Regions from separate parts of the Mus musculus genome. Here regions 2 and 3 are each linked to region 1. Evidence: chromatin contacts called from public promoter capture Hi-C data. All regions are on one chromosome and are shown on one strand. The core of a region is the stretch at or near the end of the contact, and the rest is flanking DNA. Distances in the headings are between cores, read along the strand shown.

Region 1 (4,151 bases), core at 516-3,015:
CTCAGTTTCCCTATTGGCAAAGCTTTAAAGAGGAGGCAGGATTTCAGACCCTATTGATCTGTTTTTCCTGGTCTAGAAGGCTGAGCATCTGGAATCTTGCAGGCCCTGGTCAACAGTGAGTGGCACAAAGTGCCCAGAGTGGCTGTTGTGCAGAGTTCCCAGGGGAATGAAGCCAGGACCATATAGAAAACGACCAATGAGGGCTGCTCAGAATGAGGAATGGCCAAGTCAAGAGTCCTCATCCCACATCTCTCCCCCAAATCCTCCTCAGCAGTTTTTTTTTTTTTTCCATTCTGTTGCAATATTGAAGTATCTGTGCTCTTGTCTTTGGACCCCTGAAGGATCACACCCAGTATCACTGAGGACTCCTAAATCTCTATCGCCAGCCTAGTCTTCACAGGAAACTAAGACCCATGAGCCTCCTCTACTTGGATCTTTAGCAGGCATCTCACACTAAATGTGTCCAAAGCATGTCTCCTGATGCCAGCTCCTTGGTATTCCATGATACCAGGTAATGACAAGTTCCATGTTCTGGTCACTGGTAGGAAACAAAACAACACAAAAACCTCTTAGTTTTTCCTTGATGATGCTGCTTCCACGGTTCCCATCTGACTCACCGCAACCACCCCCCACCCCCACCCCGAGCTGACTCTGCAACATTCATCCAGGCCCCACTCTCTCCTTGCTGCTACAGTGCACTCTTGGACGTCCTTGTTTCCCACTGCATTCTCAACATGACAGCATTGAGTAGTCAAGGGGAGTATGCATATCACTCTCAGGCCCTGACTCTCCAATGGCTCCCTGTCCATTCAGAGTGGAAGTGCAAGTTTAGCTGTGACTCATTAGTCCCCACATGATCGTGATTAGCTTTCTGTGACCTCTTAGAAGCCACAGCTCATTCCCTTCCTTATTTTCCCTGCTCCAGCCATACCGGCCTCAATGCCATTCCTCCAGCATGCCAGACTGCTCGCAGGAGGGTTTCCCCTTGCTGTTTGTCTGCCAGGAAAGATCTTCCCTAAATCTGCCTGGGTCGTCAGCATATGGTAAATGCCAGGTTCCATATGTTGGGGGGCAGAACACAGATATGCAAGGGAGGGAACGGGAAGATGAAACAGGGGAGTCGGGTACCACACAAGACATGAAATGGCTTGTCTTGCTTTCTGTCTTCCTGGGATTCTGTCTTCAGAAGATCAGGGATCTCGGGGTGGGGCTGCTCTTGGTTCTTCAGCAAGTGGCCCCTTTCATACTAACCTCAGGGCTGATGGACCCACATCTATCAATCTCAGGACTTCTGGACAGGAGCCGTCTGATGGTCCTGAATGAACAGGCCGGTCCTTTCTATGCTGAAAGGATACAGAGAAGAAGCCACCTCTTCCAACCATGCACTTGTTACCACCACCTTCTGCCTCTCCTTCAAGCCTCTTACTCTGGTGCTAGGATGTAGGCTTGAAGAGGAAAGGGAAGGGCTCAAGGTAAAGGGCACAGGAGGCCTAAGAGAGTAAACTGAGGCAGAGAGAAACACAAGCTGTGCAGAGCCAGTGACCCAGAGATAGAGCGGAATTGCACAGGCCAAAAGGGGTCCAGGTCAGAGGTGGATGCAGCCAGCAGGTGAAAAGCAGCAATGCACTGAGGGCTGGGCGCTCTGTCCAAAGGATTAAGGTAGGTAGGCTTTGGAAGTAAGGAGCCCAGGACAGCTCCGAAGAGGAACAGGCGGGGCGGCGCGGGCAGCAGGACCACACGCTGCCGGGCTGCGCGGGCGGAGGCAGACTGAGGCGGGCGGAGGCGGCGGGCTCAGCGGAGCGGGCGGGCGCCGGGAGCGGGCTCGTAAAAGCCGCGCGGCGCGGGGAAATTGCCGCCAGAATCGCTGAGCTCCACAAAACGCCGCCCGCGCAGCCCGCCGCCGCGCCCGCTCCAATCTCCAGCCTCATCGGCGCGCGGGCTGGTTATGCATTTAAATGTTATTTAATTGGATTGCGGAGGAGCTGGGGGCCAGAGTGCCCCCGCCTCCGCCCCGCACGCGCTGCACGTCTGTTTTCCGAGTCACAGATTGCCACGCACCCCCTCCTGCCCAATCCTTTGCCTCCGACGCTTCTCTCCCTCCCTTCTGAACCCGGCCAGAGGACACTCAGAAAGACATCAGCCTATGAAGACTGAAAACTAAGAGGCTACGCACGAACACACACACACACATCCTGAAGACGCACAAAGACATAGCAGCAGCAAAAATTGGCTACACTCACTTATACCAGTGTCCATCTGGAAGATTAAGAATGGCAAACAAATATGGTCCCTAGAACCACAGAAGTACACAAATGTGTATTAACACACTCATGCTGCAAGACAAAACATCACCTGACCTCTCCCGGGGTAATGACACTCACAAAGCGACACTGCCAAGCATGGGCAGAAAGGATGCCAAAGCATGACCCTCATAGGGTAAGGCAGAGACCCTCCCCAAAGCTGAGTAAGAAGGGAAGCCTGTGTTCACTCTTACACTCAGCCAGACCACCACCTATTTGCTTTGCCTATTCAGGGTTGGAAAACAAAACCTTTTGTTCAGCGACATACTGTCCTCCCAAACCACAGCACAGGAAGCTTCAAGAGGCAACTGCATTTGTAAGGATGTTTTTTAAACCGAACAAAGAAAGAAAATTGAGTCCCAATTACAACAAGCGGGATAGCAGATAGACACCAGGAGGGCCTTCCTGAGAGGATAGAAACTGGAATCCCAAGAGGTGAGGTTGGCCATGTGTGTGAGGTGGGGAGCTAGCTAAGAAGTCAGCACCGTGGAGGTTAGGGTCAAGGGTTAAGGTTAGGGAGGAGAGCACGTCCTGCATAGGCAGTTCTCCACAGGCTCCCAGCCAGCAACAGTTAACTGTTGACCTGAGATGATCAGGATTACGCCACTTCAATTAATGAAAATGGAAATGGCAACCTGGCTTGGCACAGGTCCCCGCAGAGGACCATTCTGGGCTCTCCGCCATCCCTTCTGCGAGCAGGGCCCGGAGACTTGAGGATCTGAGCGGGGCTGTGGGGACAGAAGAACAGGCAAAATGTACGGGGGGGTGGGGGTGGGGGAGATTCTATTGCAGCTGACCTGCTTGCATTGTATCTGAGAGCATGAGGGCCCAATCAGAGAAGAGAAAGTATCCTCACACACAGGCTAATTCAACCTTGTCTGCTAAAGTGTAGGTTCAGGCAGGCTGACAATCAGGCTTCTGAAAAGAAAAGCAATTGGTTTCCCCCTAAGCAACTTATTTCTGCATCATCTGATGGCCATTGCTGGGCAGTCGATCCATGTGTCTAACCTCAATGTCTCATGCTCCAGTTGAATTTACTTCTCTGGGGAAATATCGGAGGGAAGGAGAGGGACTGGCATTCTAAATAGGAACACTAGGAGAGCTGAAAGTTGGTTTGAGATAGGCCACAAGCTCTAATCTCTATTCTTTTTCCCACTCTGCTACTAGCTCTTGGCCTCAACTATGACCAAGCTGCCTTTCCAGTACCATTTGTTGTTGTTGTTGTTGTTTGTTTGCTTGTTTGTTTTTAAGATTTATTTATTTAGCCGGGCAGTGGTGGCGCACGCCTTTGATCCCAGCAGTTGGGAGGCAGAGGCAGGTGGATTTCTGAGTTCGAGGCCAGCCTGGTCGACAGAGTGAGTTCCAGGAGAGCCAAGATCTACACAGAGATACCCTGTCTTGAAAAACAAACAAAAACAAACAAAAAAAAGAGATTTATTTATTTATTATATATAACTACACTGTAGCTGTCTTCAGACACACCTGAAGAGGGCATCCAGTCTCATTGCAGATTGTTGTGAGCCACCATGTGGTTGCTGGGATTTGAACTCAGGACCTCCAGAAGAGAAGTCAGTGCTCTTAAGCACTGAGCCATCTCTCCAGCCCCCTCCAGTACCTTTTTATTTTGTTTTGTTTTGTTTTTTTAATAAAATGTTTTGGAGAGGGCTGAAGAGTGAACCCTGGCCTTTATACATGCTGAGTGGGCAGTCTACGACTACAGACCAGCCTTTCATCTAGTACCATAACACTCCCTGACACTGTGTCCACCCCAGTAGCTACTAGAACAAGGTCTTCTTACAGAGAGCAAACCCTACTTCCCATCTTCCATGGAGATATGCCCAATATTTGGCT
Region 2 (4,338 bases), core at 576-3,075, 520 kb before region 1:
GATAGAAGGATCAGAAATTTAAAAATGAGTTCAAAGCTAGTATGGGCTACATGACACACTACATAAACCACAGACACACACACACACACACACAAGGGCTAAAGACTGTAGCTCACATGGCAGAGTTCTTACCTACCATGTATAAGACCCTGAGAACCCTAGTACTACATAAACTGGATATGGTGGTACACACCTATTATCCCAGCACTTGGGAGGTGGGTGGAGGATCATGGTCACCCTCAGTTATCTCAGTCTGAGGTGTACTTGGGCTATATGAAACACTGCCCCAATTAATAAACAAGAAAATATACAAGATAATTAAGATTAAGTTCAATCATCCATTAAATAACTCTTAATGAACGAAAGGGAAAATTCACATTTAAGGAAACAAAATTTATTTGTTAGTGTTTAGAGTACCTATAGTTTCTTCAGAAATTATACTGCTGAAAAAATTTTAAACATAGGAAACAAATGAGTTTGCTGAAATTAAAAAAAAAAAAAAACCTGCACATCTCCACAAACCTATACTTCATATGAACCCTGAGAGATATTAAAACACCCTCTGCTAAGCAGAAAACAAAGTTAGGAAAGTAGTAACACGGGAATCTGGGTAGGAGGTGCCCTGGGTAGTAAACACCCCAGTGAGTGCACATAATAAGCATTTCAGAGCAACATAGAAGTCCCAACGGGTCTCCAACTTGGACTGCGAAGTCCCAGGCCCACATCCCTGTGTTCTGAAAGAAATGAAACTTGGAAAGTGGAACACTGGAAAAATGACAATCAGAGTAGCGCCCTACTTTTCTTCTTCTCAACCCCCGGGCCAGCATTTTGGCTGGCTGGTCACCAGTCTGGGTGCCATATCCACCAAAAAACACTAAGCAGTATCCTGGCGGTCTCCCGACTGAAGAAAGAACCAGACTGTATGTCAGTCGCTGTCTCTTCTCCAAATATCCCCCCTTACCCTCTGGATTTCCATATTATCACCGAAGCGATGCCTTCTAGCAACCCAACCCACTCACATGTCCTCCTAAACTCATCCACTTAATCTGTCCAGATCCATACTTTCTGACACCGTGTCTCTTGCTCAGATTCTTCTGAATTCAATCGAAACGCCAGGACCCCCGTTTCCCAATGCTCCACTTCGACCACACAACGCGTGCTTTCACCTGAGCCAGGCTCTCGTCACCCAAACCTACCTCCTGCCTATTTACCTCTGCCTTCTGCAGTGCCAAGCCCTAAACCCACTTTTTGGGAAATCTTTTGAGTCTTCAACCTAGTTTAGCAGTCCTCCTCTATCTTCCACTCCAAGATCCCTCCATTAGACTTCCACTAGACTTCGCTTCCCTCAGGATTCAACCCCCCTTTCCTCGCCACGCCCTGTGCCCCCCGGGGCTACTTACCCCAAGTTCTCCCCACACTTCAGTCCTCTGGCCCCGCCTTCCTCCAAAAGGAAGGAGGCGGGAGAAGAGAAGAGGGCGGCACTCCGCAAGGTAAAGGCGATCTCCCATTAGCGCTCATGGCCGCCAATTGTGGCTTCCTTCTCTCCTATTGGTTGTCTTTAGCCTACGCCCCACCCTCTTCCTCAGACAGGCCTGGCCACCGCCTCAGCGCCCCCGTCCAACAGACTGGGAGGGGAGACCCCGGCCCGGGACGCTGGGACTGGCCAGAGTAGAAGGAGAGACTCCTGTCAGGCCACGGACTAGCTAATGTTAACAGGACTCACCCGCTGGTAGCTCCGGCGCCTCCCGCCCGCCCGCGCTCGGTCCCACAATCTGTCTCCTGCTCCTCCTTTCCCCCCTCAGCGGAGCAGATACTTTCCTCCCGTCCGGCCAGGCGTGTTCACTTCTCGCGAGAAGTGGGGGCGAGGGCGCGACTCGTGGGGCTGAGTTGGACCAGGGCCTAGGGGCGGGGCTTGCTGTGAGCGTGGCTTGAGTGGAAGGTTGGGCGAGCGCTGTACACACGACTCGCACGTGTTCGGCTGCAAAGTGTGGGCAGCGCGGGGAGAGCGGCCCTGGCGTCTAACGCTGCCGATCTGTCTGTAGCTGTGGAGGTCCGAAGGTGAAGCAAAGGCAGGGAGGGACTGAGAGTGTCTCAGGCAGCCCTCGGATAAAGGGGAATTAAGGGAGCGGAGCCAAGAGAGGGACTTCAGTCACCAAGCTGGTCATTAGTTGTGTGGAGGAAGTTAAGCAAGAGTCGATCCGAGCAGGTGACTGCTTGCACTTTCTGCTTTACACTTGACAGCACCTCACTGGCCGAAGCCCCTGCCCGGTGTGTGCTGTGTGTGAGCTACGATGGTAGTGTGAGGAAGTACGTTCAACTCCAGCCTCACCGCGGCGGCGCCCGCCTCTAATCGCCACATGGAGGCAGGCGGATCTCTGTGAGTTCGAGGCCAGCCTGGTCTACATAGCGAATTCCAGGACAGCCAGCGCTATCCTTGTCTCAACAACCCCCCACCCCACCCCCAAAAGACCATGGATGATCACCAGTCTAGCCTTCTGGGCCAGTGGGAAATCCCGCGTTAAACAAACAATAAAAATAAGGGGGATAGCTCTGAGGAACCAAACCTGAAGTTGTCATCTGGTCTCTTGGACAACCCTCCATACCTGTGAACAACACACACACACACACTTACAGAGAGAAAGTAGGACTGTTAGTGTAGCTCAGTGTGAAGCCACAGCACAGTGATTTTTTTTTTTAAAATTTGTATATGTTACCCAGCAAGTATTTTATTGAAATACCAACAGCACATACTACGTCAAAAACAAAAGCACACACAACACTGTCCTGGTCATGTGGAAAATTTCTCTGACAGAATTTTTATTTTACGGTTGAGGGAGAGATAGGTCATAAGTCAATAATTATACTTACTTCAGAAAGTGAAGAGCTTTTCAGGGTAATGAGACCGAAAGCAACTCTAAGAGGGGAAAAACACTATTGCTAGTATTGAGAGAAGTCCTCTTGAGAAAGTTATTTATTTATTTATTTATTTATTTATTTATGAATGAGGCAGGGCTTATTTTGAAGCCAAGCTGTCCTGAAACTCATTTTCCTGTGTCAGCCTCCACCTAAGTACTTGTATTAAGTATGAGCCACTTGTCTGGCCTGAATGTATACCATCTACATACCAGATGCCTACCTGTGGAGGCAAGAAGAGGGCACCAGGTACCCTGAAACTAAAGTTACAAATGGTTGAGACCTGCAGTGTCAGTGCTGGGACTAGAAACAAGGTCTTCTGGAAGAATGGTCTGTCCTCTTTTAACTGCTGAGCCATCTCTTTAGCCTGAGGAGTTGAATTATTAAGAGACAGCCTTGAGACTTTCAGGAGAACATCAAATATAAGAGCTACATTTGAAAAACTTATCCTGAAGAAGAGGCAGGCAGGTCTCTGTGAATTTGAGACCAGTCTGTGATACACATGAACACACACAAATTATGTGGTTAAGATGGTACTTTTTGTGTTTGTGTTACTGTAAATAAAAGCTTAAGAATTGAACAGATTTAAGTAGAGTTGACAAGGGATTCCAGGGATCCCGACAGCTAACTAGTTGTGTTTTCTTCTTTATAACAGTAGCAATATTGTAGCCATAGTCTCTGCCCAGTGTGTGGCTGTATGGGGTAGGGCAGAAGAAGGGGTGAGGTGGGGTGGAGGGGTGGTAATGGGCTCTGTTCCCCCTTTGAAGCTGTTTTCTTCTCTGTTCTAGGCACTGAGCCCAGGGCCTTGTACTCCAGCACTGAGCTAAATATCAACACCTAACACAGTCTTTCTTTTCTTTTCTTTTCTTTTCTTTTCTTTTCTTTTCTTTTCTTTTCTTCTCTTTTCTTTTCTTTTCTCTTCTTTTTTTCTTTTTCTTTTTTTTTTTTTCTTTGTTTGTTTGTTTGAGACAGGGTCTGACTATCTGGGTAACTTAGAATATGTGTTCTAAATGCTTTTCCTCTGTCCAGAGTGCTAGGATTACAGGCATGCTTCACCAGACCTGATTCCCTTCACAGCTTTTTTGTTATTCAGCTTTCTGAACTTCCTGTCAGTGATCTTATCTAACCTCTTGGCATCCTCTCAATGGTGGAAGAATCCAAGGGATTTCTCCCTATATAGCAAAAGTGAAATAAAGAGGGGGTTTTTGTTTTGCTTTGTCTTTACTTTTAATTATGGAACACTTCACAGATTTCCATGTCATCCTTGCTCAGCGGCCATGCTAATCTTCTAGGTATCGTTCCAATTTTAGTATATGTGCTACTGAATCGAGCACATGAGGGTTGTTTGTTTTTGTCTTTGTTTTTCTTTTATGTGCATTGATATTTGGCCTACATGTATGTCTCTGTGAGGGTGTCAGATTCTCT
Region 3 (4,460 bases), core at 13-2,512, 800 kb before region 1:
TGGGGATGGCAAACACATCAAGGGATTAATGTGCCAGGAAATGCTTCTATGTGCTTTGTATCTATTTAGTCACCATGGTTTAAAGGGGTTTGGCTTTAGGACAGAGTAATTATGTAACTTTTCCAAACGTACAGTTAAAAAAAAAAAAGATAGCACAGCTTTAATTCTTACATGTCCTACATATTAACGAATCAATTCAACCTTTTCCTAACTTTCCTGAGCTTCAGATAAAAGCAAATGAGGTCGGTGCTGAGAGCAGGTTTGTAAAATCAAGCCAAGCTATTAGGGATAAATGAGGTTTCTGGTACACCCTTGAGTTTTACAATAAAAATGGATCACCTAATATGATTTGTGGTAATATGAAGACACAGACTGCAATAAGCAGCCATTCAAGAGCTGCCCAAAGCAGGCTCGGTAGACCATGGCCTATTTAAGCCACTGTTTGCTATGCCTCACCAAACATTGATGCATCTCTTCCACACTTGCTCACGGTGATGGATGAAGGCAGTTCTTGTACCATGGTCCAGCCTCCCTGGGGCTTTTAGGGGATCCTTGGTCAGGTGTAGGACAGGAAGATTGATCCACTATACCTCAGAAGAGAGGGAGGCAGTCAGTCTCTTCCCCAAATCTTAACAGAACTCCTTGCCATCTCCAACCTATGGCATAAGAGATTCCACGGCCCCATTTCCCATACCCACAAATGTAACACTTGTGGGACAGAAAATTTTCAGTCCTCATCTGCAAACCACAATCGTTTTTCACAGGGTTGACACTAGAGAAGACCTGATGGACGGCATCCATCATCTTCTCTACCCCTCCTAGAACCTCCTCACATGCCTTGGCATGCCTAACTGGGTAACACAGGCCCTAAAATATATTTCGTTCTCTCCAGTCTCCTGTGGGAGTCATGCCGTTCCCAATCACTTGTGAGCGAGCCCCGCCGCGTCGCCTCTATTCCCACTTTCCGCATCCCCACCGCAGCGTTCCCACCCGGACCACCTGGCCCCGAAAGTCGGGAGGCGGGCTCTCATAGCTGTTGCCGGTCACCAGCTCGTTATTGTGCTCATACAGGGTGACTTGACCTCTAGGCGGCGGCGGGGGGAACAACCCCAGGGAGCACATCTTGCCAGTCCGGAGAGCGTCTGGAATCGACAGGCTCCCGGCTGGTGACGACTGCGCTCCCCGGAATCTTAGTTCCCGGGCTAGATTCGTGTGAGGACGGGTAGCCGTACAGGACAAACGACTGCGCGAAGCTGAACGGAAGTGCAAGGAAGAAAGTTCCGAGTCGGGTTTCGGGACGGACTTCCGGGACTTCCTGGCGCGCCCCCTTGCGTACGGAGCGGGCACGACGCTGACACGTCCGAGGACCGACCTGTGGCGTAAGGAGCGCCGCGGTTTGGTTTTGGTTTGTTTCCTGTAAGACTACTGTTTTTTCCAACTCTGAATCCCCAGCAGCGTCTCCCACTCACTTACTTAGTACGGAAAAAGCCCAAAATAAGCCAGGTTTAGGAAAGTACCTAATTAAACTCTCCAACCCCCGTAAATATCCTTGAGGAATATACAGACGATGTCATCCTACCAGTGAGCTTTCCCCGCCCCCCCACCTCCAAAAAAAAAACAAAAAAGACTTTAGAGGACAGTCAGAACGGACTTCACAGGGTAAGGCGTCCTGAAAGAGAGAGACGGACACTGGAAGGACAGTAACTTTTCCCGAGTATATCACTAACAAACGCTTCTATAATCCTTACAATAACCCCAAAAGTGCACCGTTGAACTACCAGTAGCAAAATGACACAGATTGGACCAAAATACACACAAACCAGACATTGGTGGGGCATATTGGCCCAAGGCTGTAATGCCTACAGGATGTGGACAAGAATAAAAGGTTAGTGTAGACTGCGTAGCAAGCCCCTGCCTCCAAATACCGTTGACTCCGATCTGTAATCCCAGCATTGGGAGGTACAGGCAGGAGGATCACTGAATGTCCACTCCATAGTTCTCTTCCAACTTGAGATACATACCACCCTGACTTTGTCTTATTTAGGCTTTGTTGTTTGTTTGTTTGTTTGTTTTAAGATTTGTTTTATTTATATGAGTACACTCTCATGGTTTTCAGACACACCAGAAGAGGGTATCTGATTCCATTACAGATGGTTGTGAGCCACCATGTGGTTGCTGGGAATTGAACTCAGGACTTCTAGAAGAGCAGTCAGTGCTCTTAACTGCTGAGCCATCTCTCCAGCCCTAGGCTTTATTTTGAGGCAGGGTATGGCTATGTTGCTCTGGCTAGCACGGAACTTGCTATGTAGACATGACTGACCTTGAATTCATAGAGATTCATACCTCTATCTCCCAAGAGTGCTGAGATTAAAGATCTACCACCATGCTCTCCTGAGACCTTTTCTGAAACTGAAGGGGTTGGGGGGGGGGCTAGAACTACAGAGAGATGTTTAGATGGTTTAATTCTAACTTAATTCAATTGTGAGCTCAAAATCTGAATAGACAAATGGGAGGGAAGTGTGGGATGGTGAGACTCACAGGAACGGTATTAGCCTTTCCCTGCTATTGCTATCTCTCTGCTTCCTGGCCATTATGAATAAGCAAACTCTTCCACCTGCTCCTGAATCTATGATGCTCTGCCTCACCTGACACCCAAAGAAATGGACTCACCTAGCCTTTAATTGAAACTGACTCTGAGCCTGACCCTCCTCCTCGAGAGCACTTTTGTCACTGGGCATGGTGGTGCATGCACACCTGTAGTACTATACAGGGAGTATAAGGGGCTTTTAAAAATATTTTTTTAATTTGTGTTTTGCCTGTATGCACCTATGTGCACCACATGCATGCAGTGTCCACAGCAGCCAGTAAAGGGCGCTGGACTCCCCTGGAACAGGAGTTACAGATGGTTCTGAATCATCATGTAGATTTGGGGAACAGAACCAGGATCCTCTGCAAGAACAGTAACTGCTCTTAGCCACTGAGCCATCTCTCTGGCCCCCAAATAACTTTTTGCTTTGTTTTGTTTTTCAATAGAAGGATTCTCTGTGTAGCCCTGTCTGTCCTAGAATTCACTCCATAGGTACCCCAGTCTGGCCTCAAAACTCAGAGTTCCATCTTCCTCTGCCTCCCAAGTACAGGGATTAAAGGTGCCACCACTGCCACCATCACCTGGCTCTTAGTTTGGTTTTCATTTCCCAATAAATTAACTCTTTAAAAAGAAAAACTAAACGTATTAGCCTGGCCTAATGGTACATGCTTTTAGTCCCAGCACTCAGGAAGCCGAAATGGGTGGATCACTGTGAATTCAGAGCTATCCTGGTCTAACATAGGAAGCTACAGGCCAGTCAGGGATATATAGTGAGATGGTGTCTCAAAAACAAACAAACAAGCACAAACCACACTATGTCTAGAGACACAAATTCAGGGACATCCTCTGAAGCATAGTTCACACTATGTCTCAGCTACATAAGATCTTGTCTTTAAAAAGAAATGTGGAAGATGGACCTAAAACTGGAGCGTAAAGAATGGGAGGTGTGGCAATTATGCACTTGATTAATTTTAGTTTTGTATTTTTGAGACAGGCTGAGGGTGACTTCTAATTTGCCGGAATCCTCCTGCCTCATCTCCTGAGTGCTGAGAATTACAAACAGTGGTGAATAGTTAACCTCGATTGTCATTCATCTGGTACACAGCGAACCTGAGAGACTAGGCCTGTCTGAAAAAAAGAAAAAAGAAAAGAAAGGGAAAGAGAGAGAGAGAGAGAGAGAGAGAGAGAGAGAGAGAGAGAGGAAGGAAGGAATGAAGGAAGAAAGGAAGGAAGGGAGGGAGGGAGGGAGGGAGGGAGGAAGGAAGGAAGGAAGGAAGGAAGAACTCAAAGCTGTATGTAGGCTCAGGCCCCACACCCCCAGTCTCACTGAAGAATGTGGGTTTTTTTGGTGGGTTTTTTTTTTTTTTTTTTTTTGGTTTTTTCGAGACAGGGTTTCTCTGTGTAGCCCTGGCTGTCCTGGAACTCACTTTGTAGACCAGGCTGGCCTCGAACTCAGAAATCCTCCTGCCTCTGCCTCCCAAGTGCTGGGATTAAAGGTGTGTGCCACCATGCCCGGCCTCACTGAAGAATGTAAGGGCAATGGCAGAAATAGTTTCTTGTGCCCTGAACTTCTGTGTCTGCCTCTCCTTTCTATCTAGAAGGACCTTACAGAGAAGCTCCCAGGTCAGAAGACAGAGACATCCGGACGAAGCCTGCAGGTTCTCTTCATCTGAGGTGAGGTTGGCCTCAATTTCCCTTTGCTCTGTTTCGCTGAGCTGGGTCTCCCTGTGCTGCCCTGGAGCTTGCTGTGGTTGTTCTCTGTGTCCTGCGTGCTGGAAGCAAACCCTCCACGCTGGACTTGCCTGTAATCTCTTATCCCTCGAATGTTAAGGAATGCCCGAGTCACCTGAGATTTTTCTCTCTCTCTTTTTAA

The links. Promoter capture Hi-C pulls out the DNA fragments that hold promoters and counts their contacts.
Region 2: a contact with region 1 is called in a promoter capture Hi-C map of liver, with 6 times the contacts expected there. The contact joins the promoter of Atf7 here to the promoter of D930007P13Rik in region 1. A contact is called at or near these places in 10 of 39 promoter capture datasets (the 3T3-L1 cell line, 3T3-L1-derived adipocytes, the HPC-7 cell line and 5 more) and 1 of 115 datasets of contacts at active chromatin or transcription factors (bone marrow-derived macrophages).
Region 3: a contact with region 1 is called in a promoter capture Hi-C map of liver, with 3 times the contacts expected there. The contact joins the promoter of Aaas here to the promoter of D930007P13Rik in region 1. A contact is called at or near these places in 4 of 39 promoter capture datasets (liver, pre-B cells and stem cell-derived epiblast-like cells).

The regions. Positions count from the first base shown.
Region 1 is chr15:103,145,063-103,149,213 of GRCm38.p6, forward strand. It overlaps D930007P13Rik (Riken cDNA D930007P13 gene), which reads right to left and starts at 1,766. Exons shown (of 7, transcript NR_045743.1): 1 at 1,252-1,766; 2 at 453-538.
Region 2 is chr15:102,623,639-102,627,976 of GRCm38.p6, forward strand. Atf7 (activating transcription factor 7) reads right to left here and starts at 1,826. Exons shown (of 12, transcript NM_001310067.1): 1 at 1,724-1,826. It overlaps Gm25141 (a small nuclear RNA gene), which reads right to left and starts at 4,247; the gene lies at 4,141-4,247.
Region 3 is chr15:102,349,497-102,353,956 of GRCm38.p6, forward strand. Aaas (achalasia, adrenocortical insufficiency, alacrimia) reads right to left here and starts at 1,263. Exons shown (of 16, transcript NM_153416.2): 1 at 1,000-1,263; 2 at 457-584. The coding sequence starts at 1,122. It overlaps Gm36246 (predicted gene, 36246), which reads left to right and starts at 1,331. Exons shown (of 3, transcript NR_155425.1): 1 at 1,331-1,416; 2 at 4,186-4,261.